Linked DNA regions of Oryctolagus cuniculus: all the other regions are linked to region 2. The links are chromatin contacts, called in public Hi-C maps. All regions are on one chromosome and are shown on one strand. Each heading gives the region's core, a stretch centred on a gene start, on an enhancer-like site or on the middle of the called end of the contact. The rest is flanking DNA. Distances are from core to core; before and after follow the strand shown.

Region 1 (4,625 bases), core at 824-3,323, 170 kb before region 2:
TCCCATGGGGTGCAGGGCCCAAGCACCTGGGCCATCCTCCACTGCACTCCCTGGCCACAGCAGAGGGCTGGCCTGGAAGAGGGGCAACCGGGACAGAATCCGGCGCCCCGACCGGGACTAGAACCCGGTGTGCTGGCGCCGCTAGGCGGAGGATTAGCCTAGTGAGCCGCGGCGCCGGCTGTATACTGTTTTTTAAGACTATCTCTCCAAGTAGGTTTCTCAGCACTTCATGTTGCTCTGGGAGGGTATTATCCATGTGCATTCATTCTCTTACAAGATGCCCACCTGCAGCATGGCCCCACCTAGGACACCAGTGAGCGCCTCACTGGACTTCCCAGGAGCACAGTGGGGCAGTCCTGGGAGATAAACTCCTCCCACTTTGAGCGGCACAAAGCACAGGATCTTGTCCATTGCCATTGAACTCCGTAACAGCCTCCTGGGCTGGGACCCTTATCTTTCCCTTCAAGTGAGGCAGCTGAGGGCTGAGGGCTGCCTGTCTGTGTGGCTCCCCTCCCTCATTCTTCTTGTTCGGCATGTCACCTTGTCAGAGAGGCCTGTCTGCACATTCCTTATCCTGTAGCAACTCCATCACTTGTGTTCTTATTTACTGCACGCTGCAGTGCGTATTTGCTGGTTGTCTGCTTCCGTACTCAGAGCAGTGACATTGTTGTGATTGGATTTCCAGGGTGCAAAGTAGGTGCTTGACTGTTGACTGTGCTGATGCATTTTGACAACCACCTGGCACCACGGTTGGGCCCAAGGCTAAGACAAGAACCCTGCCTTTGGCTAGTCGGTTGTAGCCAGGGGTGAGGACCTGAAGGGACACCGTACCGTACCGGATGGCAGAGCTCAACCCGGGGAGGCCACAGGGCCAGCCTTCAGCCCCAAGGGACTGCTGTCTTCTCTCCTGTTGGCTCCACTCACTGCTAAGCTTCCTAAGTGCCTAGCTTTTTTTTTTTTTTCCCCCTTTTCTTCGTTTTAAAATGAATTTCATCTGCAGTCAGTAGCGAGAAACTAAAAGGATTCTTGGGACTAAGTAGATTTAGTTTTAAAAAGCTGCAGGGCTGGAGCTGTAGCATAGCAGTAAAGCCGCTGCCTGCAGTGCCGGCATCCCATGTGGGTGCCGGTTTGAATCCCAGCTGCTCCACTTCCAATCCAGCTCTCTGCTTTGGCCTGGGAAAGTAGTAGAAGGTGACCCCAGTCCTTGGGCCCCTGCACCCGCGTGGGAGACCTGGAGGAAGCTCCTGGCCCCTCACTTCAGATTGGCGCAGTTCCCGCTGTTGCAGCCATTTAGGGAGTGAACCAGCAGACGGAAGGCCTCTCTCTCTGCCTCTATGTAACTCTTTCAAATAAAGATTTAAATAAAAAACATTTTTTAAAGCCGTCTGCTGGATGGCTCAGCCAGGAGTGCACTCATACTTTTTCCGCTGAAATCTGGCATCTGTTGAGCACCATTCGCGCCTCGGGGAATGCCTTTTACACCCCCTTGACATCGTCCTTCCTCCAGGTCTTAAAAAAAGGCGCAAATGAAAGATTACAAAAATTAAAACCACCTTTCATTTGCCTTCTCCCAGTAGTTTAGCGACCCAAGCACACTGCACGGGACTAGCCTTCCAGACGCGGTGCGCTCCCTGCGCCGGGAGAGCGAGCGGTCAGCTGCAAGCCCGAGCCGCCGAGCCGGCTCCCCGCCCCTGTGCCCCGCGCCCGGCCCGCGGCCCTCGCAGCAGGAGGCGGCTCTCGCGGCCTCGCTTCCTGCACCCACACGGGACTAAAAAAGAACACGCACAACTTTTTTCGGTCCCGCCACCCCCCCGGCAAAAACGCGTTAATGAGCCCTCTGAAGTCACCGCGCCGGGGGCGGCCGGCGACGGATCGCCGGGGACGCGGGCTTCCGGAGCCCCGCGACCCGCCGCGGCCGGAACGAGGCCCGCGAGGCGGCGCGCGCGGGGCGGGGGCGGGGGCGGGGGCGGGGGCGGGGGCCGGGCCGGGGGCGGCGCGCGGGCGGAGGGGCGGCGGCGCGTGCGCAGAGCACTTCCTTGTTTGTCCCCGTGACTGGAGCTGGAAGCGCCGCCCGCGGGAGTGCGCGCCCAGTCAGTCAGTCAGTCGGGCCCTCGCGGTCGCCTGTCAGATTGCCGAGGAGCTGGGCGAGCCGCCCGATCTGCCCCGCGCGCGCGACGCCCGCCGATCCCCGACCCCTCTCCCGCCGCCGTCGCCGGCATGAGCAGAGGGAGGCGGGTCCCTGAGAGCCCCCTGCCTCGCGCGTGGCTCGGAGTTTGAAGGGCCCCGCGCCGATCTCCGCCGCTCTCCTAAACCCCCGCCGGACTTTTCTTGCCTCCGCCTCCGGGGACGCAGGCCGGGCGCCGGCGGCGGGCTGCGGGCTGCGGCGGGGCGTTCATGAGCCGCCGGGCGGCCCGCGGCCCCGGGAGCCTGCGCCGTGACTCACCCCGCGCCCCCGCTTGTGTCTCGACCCCCCCGGCAGGATGCCGGACCAGATCTCCGTGTCCGAGTTCATCGCCGAGACCACCGAGGACTACAACTCGCCCACCACGTCCAGCTTCACCACGCGGCTGCACAACTGCAGGAACACAGTCACGCTGCTGGAGGAGGTAGGTCGGGCCGGGGGACGCTCGCGGTCCCCGCCGGCCGCTGCAGGCTGGCTCTGCTCTCCCAGCCTGGGTGCCGGGGGAGCCACGCCCCTCTGGGACCCCCCCCCCGCCCTTGTCCGAGTGAACCGGGGGCTTCAGACGTGCAGGTCCCTCCCCACCCTAGGTGCGCAGCCTTGCCGGGGTCCTGCGAGTGTCCAGGCCCGGGCACTGGCCGCGGGGAGAGGACTGAGCGAGCCCTGGACATTCCGAGGGTCGCGGAAGGGGGAAGTCCTCTCCCGATCTTGCACACTGCCCGAGGGTCTGGCAGTCTGTTGGGCGCTTCCACATGGTCGTAACCCTCCTACAACCCGCCAAGTAGGTAGCATCAGGCCACCGAGGGCAGAGAGGCGAAGCGGCGTGGCCAAGGTCACTAGCAAGGGACTGGGAGACGGGCAGCGAATGCGCCTTTCCACGGCCCAGCCGCGCCCGCAGACCCAGCTGCAGAGATAAGGGCCGGTGGAAAAATCCCAAAGGAATGAGGAGCTCAGGCTGGGATTTTCTCCGCCCCAGGACTCCTCCTCGCTAGTCCTTACTGCGAACAGCGCAGGTGAAAAGAGGTGCGTACGCAGAGATCCCCACCTGGAGACTGCTGGGTCTCTGGGCTGCTGCTCGGGCAGGACTTGCCCGCAGGGCTCTAGCAGGCTGTGGAGGGAGGTCTGGATGAGCTGACCAAACCGGGAGTAGCGAGGCCTAAGGCTGCAGAAAGAACTGGACCACCCTGCACGAAAGCAGTGGGGTGTTTGGGGGCTGGGCCAAGGGCAAAGCCATTCCTTTAAAATTTTAAGTGAATTAACAGGGTGGGATGAAAGGTTAGGTAAGGAGGAAACCACAAACCCAGAATTACAGAAGCCTCTGGAAACTCAATTCAAAATAGGGCATTTGCCCTGGAACTCAAGACCCCATCAAGCAGCACCCACTCACCCCCAGCAAGCAGAGCTATCCCACCTGTAAAAGGCAGCACTGGGCGGAAGTTAGGAAGGGGCGTGGATTTCTTCCGGTGGGTTATTGTGTTGTGTGAGGTTTGGAGAAGCACTTTCCAATTTCAGCCCTTTATGGACAGCCCTCCATATCCTTGGGATGCTTGGGTTTCTGTAGGCAAATCGCTGTTGATGTGGGTTTTGATACCTAACGCTTGGACACATGCAGAGCTGATAGAAGGAAGCATGAGGGTCCTAAATGTTGGCAGGGGAGAGAATTCTGTTAGTGCTGGATCGGGTCTTGCCTGCCTTCCTCGTGCTGTGAGCCACTCTGAATGTTTTACTCTGCTTGGGGATGCTTCTAGAGATCTCTTTGGAGTCAGTGGTGGGTGAGTGAAGTGAATTTTGAAGTGGTTGGAGAAATGCCGCCTAACTAGGTTTTGTTTGAAAGCCAGAAGTAAATGGATTTTTTTTTTTGTCTTTATAATTGTCAGTCTGTTGCTCTGAGCCTACTGCTGTCTTAAATTAAACAGAGTTGCCAGGTATTCAGCCCCATTATTGGTCTGTCCTTCACTTAATTGTAGTAAATTGGAACTTACTGACCTGGCGCATTTTCCATCCTTTTTCTATATTAATAGTGTATGACTCTAAAAGATGTGACATTGATTAGACTGAGCGTTTATTTTCTTTCTAGGTAAGTTCTTCATTGCCTGCTAATAGAGCTGCCAGTTAGTTTAACTTTCTGTTTCTGCACGTTCAGATAGTGTTAATGTATTTTGCAGGGTGTGATAAGGGTATTTGGTGATGCTAGGTGTTAGGAGAATGTGTGCATATTTTGCAGCAATTCCTAGGTCAGGGTTAGTGATAAATGACACGCACCTGCTATTGATCTTGCTAAACATAAGAGTAAATGCAACAGATTTGTGTATGTGTCAGTGTGGAGAGCAGAGAAGGAGGAAAATTCTGTTTAGCAAGGTTGGGAAGAAAAACAGATTTAAGCATTAAAAAAGTGTGGTTACTTATGAACTGGAGAAGGAATTGGAGCAAGGCTAGAAGTTCAAAA
Region 2 (4,591 bases), core at 8-2,507:
CCATCCACTGGCCTGCTCCCCAAATGTCTGCCAACAGCTGGGGCTAATCCAGCCTGAAGCTGGGACCTGGAAACTCAATCCAGGTAGCTCTTAATGGCAGAGTCCAATTATTGGAGCCATCACTGCTGCCTACAGGGTCTGCTCCAGCAAGAGGTTAGACTCAGGAGCTAGAGTTCAGAACTGAAACCCAGACACTCTTGATATGCTACACAGGCATCTTAACCAGCCTCTTAATGGGTAGACCAAATGCTTGTCCCATTATTTTTATTCTTATGGTTACTATTGCTTATATGTGTAATAATAGTTTGCATTTTAAAAAATATTTATTTATTTGAAAATCAAGATTTACAGAAAGAGGCAAGAGACAGAGATCTTCCACCTGGTTCATTCCCTGGGTTGCTGCAACAGCCAGCACTAGGCCAGGCTGAAACCAGGAGCCAGGAGCTTCTTCCAGGTCTCACATGTGGATAGCAAGGGCCCAAGGCACTTGGGCTGTCTTCCACTGCCTTCCCAGGCAGGAAGCTGGATCAGAAGTGGAGCAGCCAGGACATGAACTAGCACTCATATGGGATGCCAGTGTCACAGGCAGCAGCTTTACTATACCACGATGCCAGCCCCAATAGCTTACGTTTATATTGTGCTAAATATATTCAAGACACTGTCTTAGGCACCTCCATGCTGTACTGGTTAGGATAGACAAGAATGTGCTTCAGTAAAATATTAATGCTCAAATCTCTGTGGCTTTACATGGTCGAGGTTTATTTCCTCTTTGTATTAGGGAGAAGATCTGTTCCACATAGTAATGACAGCAACCTCAGTTCTTGTCTCACCTAGAAGAAGAATTTCCACACAGACGGGGATGGTGAGCAAGGCAAGATTTATTGAAAGTGAGGAACTTCCTGCAGCAGCAGTCAGGAGAGGAGCTCCAAGGGAGGAGTTGCCAAAGAAGCTTGCCAGTGTCTGCACTTTGTAAACATGAAATATCTGTCTGATTGGCCCCTTTCTGAAAACCAAACCTATATTTAACCAATCAGGAGAGGAGCAGAACAACAGCTAATCAGAAGGTGGGGATTACAATCCTGTCTAGCGTTGGTAACGCTAAGTGCCGTTAACTAACCTAACTGCCCGTTAGCCCATGTAACTCCTCACTTCCTCATCTCTTTCTGTTAACAGTGGCTCAGACACTTAAGCAGAGCAGATGGAGGCTTCTCCTTCTCAGTGGGGTTTTCCATAGCAGGGCAAGAGAGAGACCAGACAGTCACATGAAGACTTCTCACAGCTTCCCCAGAGGTTTTAGTTCATTGGTTTGAACTGTGTTGTGGCTCCACCTATGAGAGGAATTGTAGTGTTTGGGGAGAATTACTGTTCCTCCCTCATCCATATATGGCCTCCTTTACTTCTCACATCAGTCCTACTGGGTAATAACCATCATGTCCTTAGTTAACAGCTGAGGGAACTAGATCACAGAGTGTTAAGTAGCTACCAGAACCAACACATACGCCTCCTGAGAGGTAGAGACATTTTTCTATGGACATACTATGAATTTACTTTTAAGTTAGCTTAAATTAAAAGAGCAGCAAATAAAACAATGGCAAAGGTTTTACAGGCATAAGACAAACACTGTTGTAAGATCATCATTCACAGCCCTCTGTCCACGTGCTCTTCCTCCCAGAAGCCTACGGAACCCTAGGCCCAGATCTGGAGGTGGTTGTGAAAAGCAGTTGCAGGCTCTTTCCTTGACTCAGAGAATCTGGGAAACCCTCCCCCACTCCTTTGACCCCTTCCACTCGTCTTTGATTTACCATTTTTCATCCAGATTGTCCCATTCTGCCTAGCTGTTTCATACAAAATATTAGGTCTTGAATCGTTTTGACATTCTTCAGTATCACGTTGCCTCTGAGTCTCTGCTCACCTCCACGTGCTGGGGCCCTTAAGGCCAAGTGACCCCTTCCAGACCCAGACGGTTGGGAAGTCCTGCAGCCCAGCTGGGGCGCCTACTTCTGCTCTGACGTCAGCCAGTGCCAGGAACATAGATTGTACAAGCCACTTCGGTTCTTTCATCTGTGAACACCCTGCACAACAGTTGTCATGTCCTATGGGTCTGGTTCTTTCCTGCCTGGGAACAAGGGTATCGAAGTGTGAGACTGAAACTGTAATCCCATGCCTTGCTCTTTGATAAGAGTTTTGGGTTGAGAAGCACTGCATATTTCCCAGGGGGTTTTACAGTACACATGGGTCTGTTAAATTATTGGAGACATCCTGTAATAAAGATGCCTGACCAATTCAATGCTTTCTAACTTATTTCAACACAGACTTTCCTGTTGTATAAGAAACATTAACTTTCCGTGAAACCACTTTGAGAAATGTGATCTAGATGTTTTGCTGGATTGAGTGATCCATTTCATTTACTGTCTCTTTGTTCAACTTTATTGCAGTTCAGTTTTGCCCTTTTAGCATTTATTTCTAACTATATTTCAATATATAATTTCTAATGTTTTTCAAAGATGTATTTTATTTATTTGAAAGAGACAGTTACCAAAATAGACACACACACACACACACACACACACACAGAGGTCTTCCATCTGCTGGTTCACTCCCCAGATGGCTACAAAGGCTGGAGCTATGCTGATCCAAAACCAGGAGCCAGGAGCTTCTTCCAGGCCTCCCATGCAGGTGCAGGAGCCCAAGCGCTTGGGCCATCCTCTGCTGCTTTCCCAGGCCATAGCAGAGAGCTGGGTTGGAAGTGGAGTGGCTGGGACTCAAACTGGAGCCCATATGGGATGCCAATGCCTCAGGCCAGGGCTTTAATTCTAATTCTTTTTAGGGTGGCTCCTTTTTTACACCTTGCCTTTTTATTTTGTCCCCTCTGGTGCCTTTGATACCCTTAAGTTTAAACATGAAATAGCCTACCGATTCATTCGTGTACTAGCGTCTTACTATATCTTCCATTAACATTGAATGGGCTTTTTACTGAGTTACTGCCCCAGCTATGTGAAGCAATTAAAAAAATTGAAAGTTAAAAGAATGAGCAGAAGTAGCACAACTTTGAAGTCAGATATAACTGAGTTCGAGCTTCTGCTCTACCACTTCCCAGGTGAGGTCACCAGAGGCAGGTTCATTCATTCGTTCACTCAGTAATTCACCCAGGAAGGGGGAAGGCGGATATCAAGGACGGCTTTGAGGAAGAGGAACCCTTGAACTGAGCCATAAATAGGTAGTAGATGTTTATGAACCTATTCTCTCAGGCTACCAGAGACTATTTTCCTTAAATAGAAATATTAAGCAGCATTAAGGCAGTGGTTGACACACTTGATGGAGAGTCATACTTCAGTATTAAGACAAGAAAATACTTTATAAACTGTGTCTTAAACTGAGCCAGCATTAACCAAGTGTACCCCTTTGGTCCAAGTCAAGTCCTTTGCTAAAATTGACTGTCACTTCCTATTTAAGAGAATTGCTTGTACAGAATAGTTTAATAATTTACTTGACTTTATCTAAAGCACCACTTAATTTTACTGAGAATTAAAACTTCTTGCTTTTGGATTCTAACAAGTCGAGAAAGCTTTCATTTGGCTTCCTGGCAGCGGTTGGCATCACAAGCATAATATCTAAGAATATTCCTTTTCTGCAAGAGTAGCCTTGAAATATGTTAACTACCTGATGGTGAATATGATAGTAACCATCTAGATCAGGGGTGGGGAATCTTGTTTCTGTCTACAGAGCCATTTGGATATTTATAAATCACATGGACCATGCAAAATTAGCAACGTAAAGATTTGTTGAATTTCGAGTCATGCCTGCAGTTGCCTTGGTAGGGACAGACCAGATGATTTCATGGGCCTTATGTGGCCTGTGGGCCAGAAGTTCCCCATCCCTGATTTAGATGGACTCTTTGAATTCTGAAAAATCAGTGAGGATCAAGAGAAAAATGAGTATCAAAATGTGAAGTTATAGACTAAGCAAATGGGACAGAACTGTGCAGGCGAAGGAGGCAGCAGATGGCAATGTTTTCTTGTCAGTTACATGAAGACAGTGTTGCCTCCTCAAGGTGACACTGTGGACTCTATGTGGTAAGCCTGTGTGCTTATATATGTTTATTTTACTAAATATTTTTAGGGGGGGCGGTGCTGTGGTGCACTGGGTTAAGCGCCAGCATCCCATATGGGCGCCAGTTTGAGACCTGGCTGCTCCAATTCCAATCTAGCTCTCTGCTTTGGCCTGGGAAAGCAGTAGAAGATGGCCCAAGTCCTTGGGCCCCTGCACCTGCATGGGAGACCCGGAAGTAGCTCCTGGCTCCTGGCTTCAGATCAGCGCAGCTCCAGCCATTGCGGCCAACTGGGGAGTGAACCATCGGATGGAAGACCTCTCTCTGTCTCTGTGTGTAAAAATTCATAATTTTGATAGAGCCATTCATTGAAGGCAAGGAAAATGTGATTAGCTATCACTCACAGGATGGGTTTGTTCCTTTTTTTTTTTTTTTTAAGATTTATTTATTTATTTGAAAGTCAGAGTTACACAAAGAAGCAGAGAGAGAGGTCTTGCATCCATTGGTTTACTCCCCAAATGGCCACAATGGCCAGAGCTGCAC
Region 3 (4,537 bases), core at 1,380-3,879, 250 kb before region 2:
CCAATAGCTGTAACCTCCAGAAGAGGTAGTAACAGCCTTGAAGAGCCTGACTCCAAAGCTCCCCTATTCACTAAATATTTGGCCTTGGGCAACTTGCTCAATGCTCTTGTGCCTCAGTTTCCTTCACTGTAAAATGAAGCAAAACTTCTTAGGCTCATTCCTTTCTGTGTCTGCACCATTTCTTTCTTTTTTCTTCTTCCTTAAGATTTATTTATTTATTTGAGGGGTAGAATTACAGACAGAGAGCTGGAGAGACAAAGAGAGAGGTCTTCCATTCGCTGGTTCACTCCCCGAATGGCAGCAATGACTGGAGCAGGGCCAGTTCGAAGCCAGGAGCCAGGACCTTCTTCCAGGTCTCCCACATGGGTACAGGGGCCCAAGCAGTTGGGCCATCTTCCACTGCTTTCCCAGGCCATCAGCAGGGAGTTGAACTGGAAGTGGAGCAATCGGGACACGAAGCAGCATTCATATGGGATGCTGGCGCTGCAGACGGAGGCTTTACTGTGGAATGCAATGTGAAAACTAAGACCTCTCAGAGAACAAACACGCTGGGGAAGCACTAAGGAGGGAGCAGTAATTAACTGGGACCATACCAATGAGACTACAGTTGCCTTGGCTGACAGTCTTAATTACTTACAGTTCTAACTTTCCAGAACCGTTAATAGAGGCATCTGATGTTTCTTCCATTTCATGCAGGGCTCCCGTGGTTTCCCCACCAAAGGAGAAGACACAGAAGCTGAGCGATGGAGTGAATCCCCCTGCCTTGGGTGAGGGCCAAAGCTGCAACCCACGTCTTCTGTGCCACTTCATTCATTCACGATGTCTTTACTGAGGGTCTGCAGTGGGCCAGCAGTGCTGTTGGCCTGGGACACAGGAGTGGAGACCGGCAAGGATCCTGTGGTAACGCAGTTTACGCATGGGACATGGGGGTGGGAGTGGGGTACGTGATGAATAAGCAGCCAAATAAATGGGCTAAGTTAAATAATGGCAAGAGCTGTGAAGTAATAGAACAGCGTAGGTGACATCGGGGAGGGATGCACATTCCAGAGACAAGCATAGCAAATGGCTGGGAAAAGCCCCTCGGAGGAACCGTGAGGTGTGTGCCAACAACAGTCACGAGGAAATTCTTCCAGGCAGAGGGACCGCAGCTGCAAAGGTCCTGGGGCAGAACCCTGGACTCCCAGTGCCCAGCCCAGACCTTGTCCTACTGCTTCTGACCACAGACAGTTGCAGAAGAGAGGCGAATCTGGGTCTGAACCTAACTGTCCCCTGCTTGGAAATGAGGAGCTGGTACCCAACTTTCAGTTCCTGGCTGGTTCATTTGAGCCTTCTGTTTTCAATCACAGTCATGTTGTTCCCTCTTCAAAGTCTGACTGGGTTTCGGAGGAATCTGAAACACTTAGAGCCAAACCACCAAGCCGCATCCCCAGGTAAAGCACCCCCAAAATGTGGCATTTCCGTGGGAAACCACAGTGATTCACTCGCACGGGCCATCCAGTCTGTCTGTGCAGAGGTTGACTGCTTTTCCCCAAGCTTCTGAAACCCAGCGTGATTTTCAAACACCCCCTGCCCCAGCCCCACGTCCTGACTCCCAGGTTCAGGGCAAACGCCCACATTTGCGGGAGTTTCAGATTTCACCAGAAGGGGGTCCGGCCCCAGCTACTAACCTTTTCCTCTGCAGAGAGCAGTTGCCGAAATGCTGCAAAGAAGAATAATCACCCAATCGTTAGGAGGAAACACCGCTGGCTGCCTCTGGCTCTGTAAGTTGGCACAGATAAGCCCGGGGCACACCCCACAAGTTAAAGTCCTCTTTTCTCTCGAGTCGCTGCACGGCAATAGCAAGAATAGCATGGCTAAACACTTGGTTTCCAAATCGAACCTCTGTCTTATTTGAGGACATTGAGGCTCGGAGAAGTGACTCAAGGTTACCACAGGGGGAAGAAAAAAGGTAGAGCCATCTGCATCCCGGATCAGGGACCCCAGCCCTCACGATGCTGTCCACACTACCACTACTTGTGCACCGGGCAACATGAAGAAAACTGCAGGGACAAAGCGAGGCGAAGTCATTTCTTTGATCAAAACTGGGGAGCAAACCTCACAGCACCGGAGTGAGGCTGAGGTCCTCTGGCGCTGTTCCGGCCTTGGACAGGCACCTCCCAAGGCCAAGGTTTTCCGGGGATAAATCCCACCCCTTCCACCGCCCGGCGAGGCGCAGGGAAGCCAGCGGGGGAGAGGGGACCCGGGGGCAGGACGCCCGCCGCCGCAGGGGAGCCGGAGACCCCGCGCGTCCCCAGCCGCTGCGGCCACTGCGCCCCGGTGCCTGCGTGCCGGCGGGCCAAGGGTTAAGTGAGGCGGGAGCCCCCGGCGCGGAGCGGCCCGGGCCGGGAATGCTTAGTCAGGATTCCGATTTCCTGTCGAAGTGTTTGGATTTCCTGAAACCCGCGCCCTCCGCCGCCGAGCGGGATCGTGCGAGCCGCTCGCGCCGCCGCCTCCTCCCCCTTGCACATGGTCGCCCGCCCCTTCCTGCGCCGCGCTCGGCTCCCGCGCCTCGCCTCGCCTCGCCGCCGCCGCGGGCGGCCACTCTGCGCTCGGGCAGCCCGGCCCGCGCCTCCCGCCCCGCCGGCTGTCCGCCGGCCGCAGCCCGGTTCCGACCCGAGAGCCGCGAACGCCCGGCCGAGGGCTGCCGGGGCGCGGGCGTGTGCGCCGCCGCTGGGGAGCCGGCGCCGAGCCCGCGATGGAATAATGCCCAGCCGCCCGCCCGGTCCCGGTGAGTTGCGGGCACCCGGGCGGGCTTGGCGGGGCCGGGCGGGCTGGCCCGCGGTCGCTTGACCCCGCGCTCGGCGGGGCCGGGCCGGGGCGCCGGGTGGGCTGGCGGGTCCTTTCCCGGAGAGGCGTCCCGCTCTGGCGGGGTCGGAGCGGGGAGGAGGGCAGTGTGCTGTGCGCACGGCCGCGCTCTGCAGGGCCGCCGAGGCCGCCCAGGGGCTCCGCGTCCCCGGCTCGGGAGAGGGGGCCTGGGCTGCGCGCGCGGGAGCCCCGGCTCTGCAGAGGCGCCGCGATGGGGGCGGGGGCCGCCCTGGGTGGCTGGGCGCCCCCTTCCTCGAGGGAGGCCGGGGCAGCGCGCCTGGCGCCGGGGACCCCGCCGTGGGGGCGCCCTCCGGCGCGGAGGCGCGGGCGCTTGGCCGCGGCATTGTCTCTCTGGCGTGGTCGGGAAAGTTCCCCGCCCGGACACGGCGCTGCCACGCAGGCCCTAGGCCACTTGCTCCAAACCAGAGAAAGGAAACGAAGGGAAAAGTGAGGGGAAATTTCCCCCGTGGGGCTCGGCGTCTCCTCGCGGGAAGTACAGGGTGGTGTGTTCCGCTTGGATCACTTGGGGGACCTGCTGCTTTTGCTGAAAGCAACAAGAAGTTTAAAAGAAAGAAACTCGCGGGCGTCCGGCGGCTTCTCCCGCACGCCCTAAGCGGTTTCTCCAGTCATGCAGCGGGCCCCGTGGGCCACTGCTGGCCGGCGTTAACTTGACCTCAGCCTTGGCTGTCCCTGTCAGGGGAACCCCGACTCCCTCTCCCTTGGCGCACCCTCCCCCACCAGGTCTGCCCAGCGGGGTTGTCTAGGCACAGTTGATTCTGGGATGACCACAGGACCGGGATTGTAAAACCACGTTTAGGCCGGCTGTATGTCTGTTGGACATACACCTCGCCCCGAGGCGTTCACGCTTGGCGATTTGAGGGCTGCTGGGTGGCAGGCGTTACGTCCAGTCTGGGGACGTCCATGCAACAGTCTGAACCTTGAGAACAACCGTGTCAGCTTCTTGTTGTTCCACAGATGAGGGCCAGGGAGCCGACCTGAGTTGCCTATGGCCACGGTCAATGGCTAGTGGGTGGCAAGGCCAGGACTGGTTTCTGAGTCTTGGAACCGAACCCTGTGCCTGCATCGCATTAAGGTCTGCAGCCATGGGCAGGATTGAACAGAGGTGCGTGCCTTGCCGCCCTCACCTGTGTGGCGCCTTCTGTTCTCTCTTACCTGTCCCTGCTGTTTGTGAGACGTTCCGTTATCTCAAAATTCGTATTTGAGGAGGAGGGTTAAAAAATTGCCCAACGCTTACTGTTCAACCTCCAGATGGACCTGAAATACAAATGGGTGGCTTATTACATGGGAAGTTACCTTTCTCCATCCCATTCTTTTGTGGAAAATTGAAAGCTCTCAAGTCCACAATAAGGGCGGTGTCGTAGCACGTAGCGTACCCTATGATGTTCTCTGGGGTTCATTTCCAGCACTCCTCTTTCTTGTGAGCTAAGCCATCCATCTATTTTTCTTCTCACGAGAGCGCTGATGGCTGGGTTTTTGTTTTTAGTAGGTGATCATGTTGAGAGAAAGGACTTTTTTTTTTTTTTTTTTGCAAGCTTGCCATTTGGTGAAAGAAATTGAAATTCACTCCACCTCTCCAGTCCTTACAAGCCGCACTGAGCCAGATTTTCACAATTGCTGTGAGCCTTGCAGACCAAGGATGGATGTGTGCATTCAGATCAAGTCCTGTGTGGAA

The links. A called contact is a pair of places that touch in the nucleus more often than the background predicts.
Region 1: a Hi-C map of embryonic fibroblasts shows a contact between it and region 2, with 2.7 times the contacts expected there. The contact joins two enhancer-like sites. A contact is called at or near these places in 5 of 6 Hi-C or Micro-C datasets (ear pinna, embryonic fibroblasts, psoas muscle and 2 more).
Region 3: a Hi-C map of an unstated tissue shows a contact between it and region 2, with 2.0 times the contacts expected there. The contact joins the promoter of ASAP1 here to the enhancer-like site in region 2. A contact is called at or near these places in 2 of 6 Hi-C or Micro-C datasets (ear pinna and an unstated tissue).

What each region holds. Positions count from the first base shown.
Region 1 is chr6:156,015,504-156,020,128 of mOryCun1.1, reverse strand. ASAP1 (ArfGAP with SH3 domain, ankyrin repeat and PH domain 1) reads left to right here. Exons shown (of 29, transcript XM_051844826.2): 3 at 2,480-2,606. Among named protein-coding and RNA genes, the nearest start is that of ASAP1, 83 kb to the left of the region's middle. Within about 2 kb of position 2,073, at least 6 of the 8 cell types and tissues checked have an H3K27ac peak or open chromatin away from gene starts, as enhancers often do.
Region 2 is chr6:155,846,292-155,850,882 of mOryCun1.1, reverse strand. All of the region lies in intron 5 of ASAP1 (ArfGAP with SH3 domain, ankyrin repeat and PH domain 1), which reads left to right. Among named protein-coding and RNA genes, the nearest start is that of CYRIB, 150 kb to the right of the region's middle. Within about 2 kb of position 1,257, at least 1 of the 8 cell types and tissues checked has an H3K27ac peak or open chromatin away from gene starts, as enhancers often do.
Region 3 is chr6:156,099,405-156,103,941 of mOryCun1.1, reverse strand. ASAP1 (ArfGAP with SH3 domain, ankyrin repeat and PH domain 1) reads left to right here and starts at 2,629. Exons shown (of 29, transcript XM_051844826.2): 1 at 2,629-2,767. LOC127490767 (a long non-coding RNA gene) reads right to left here and starts at 2,296. Exons shown (of 3, transcript XR_007919181.2): 1 at 1,668-2,296; 2 at 638-895; 3 at 183-501.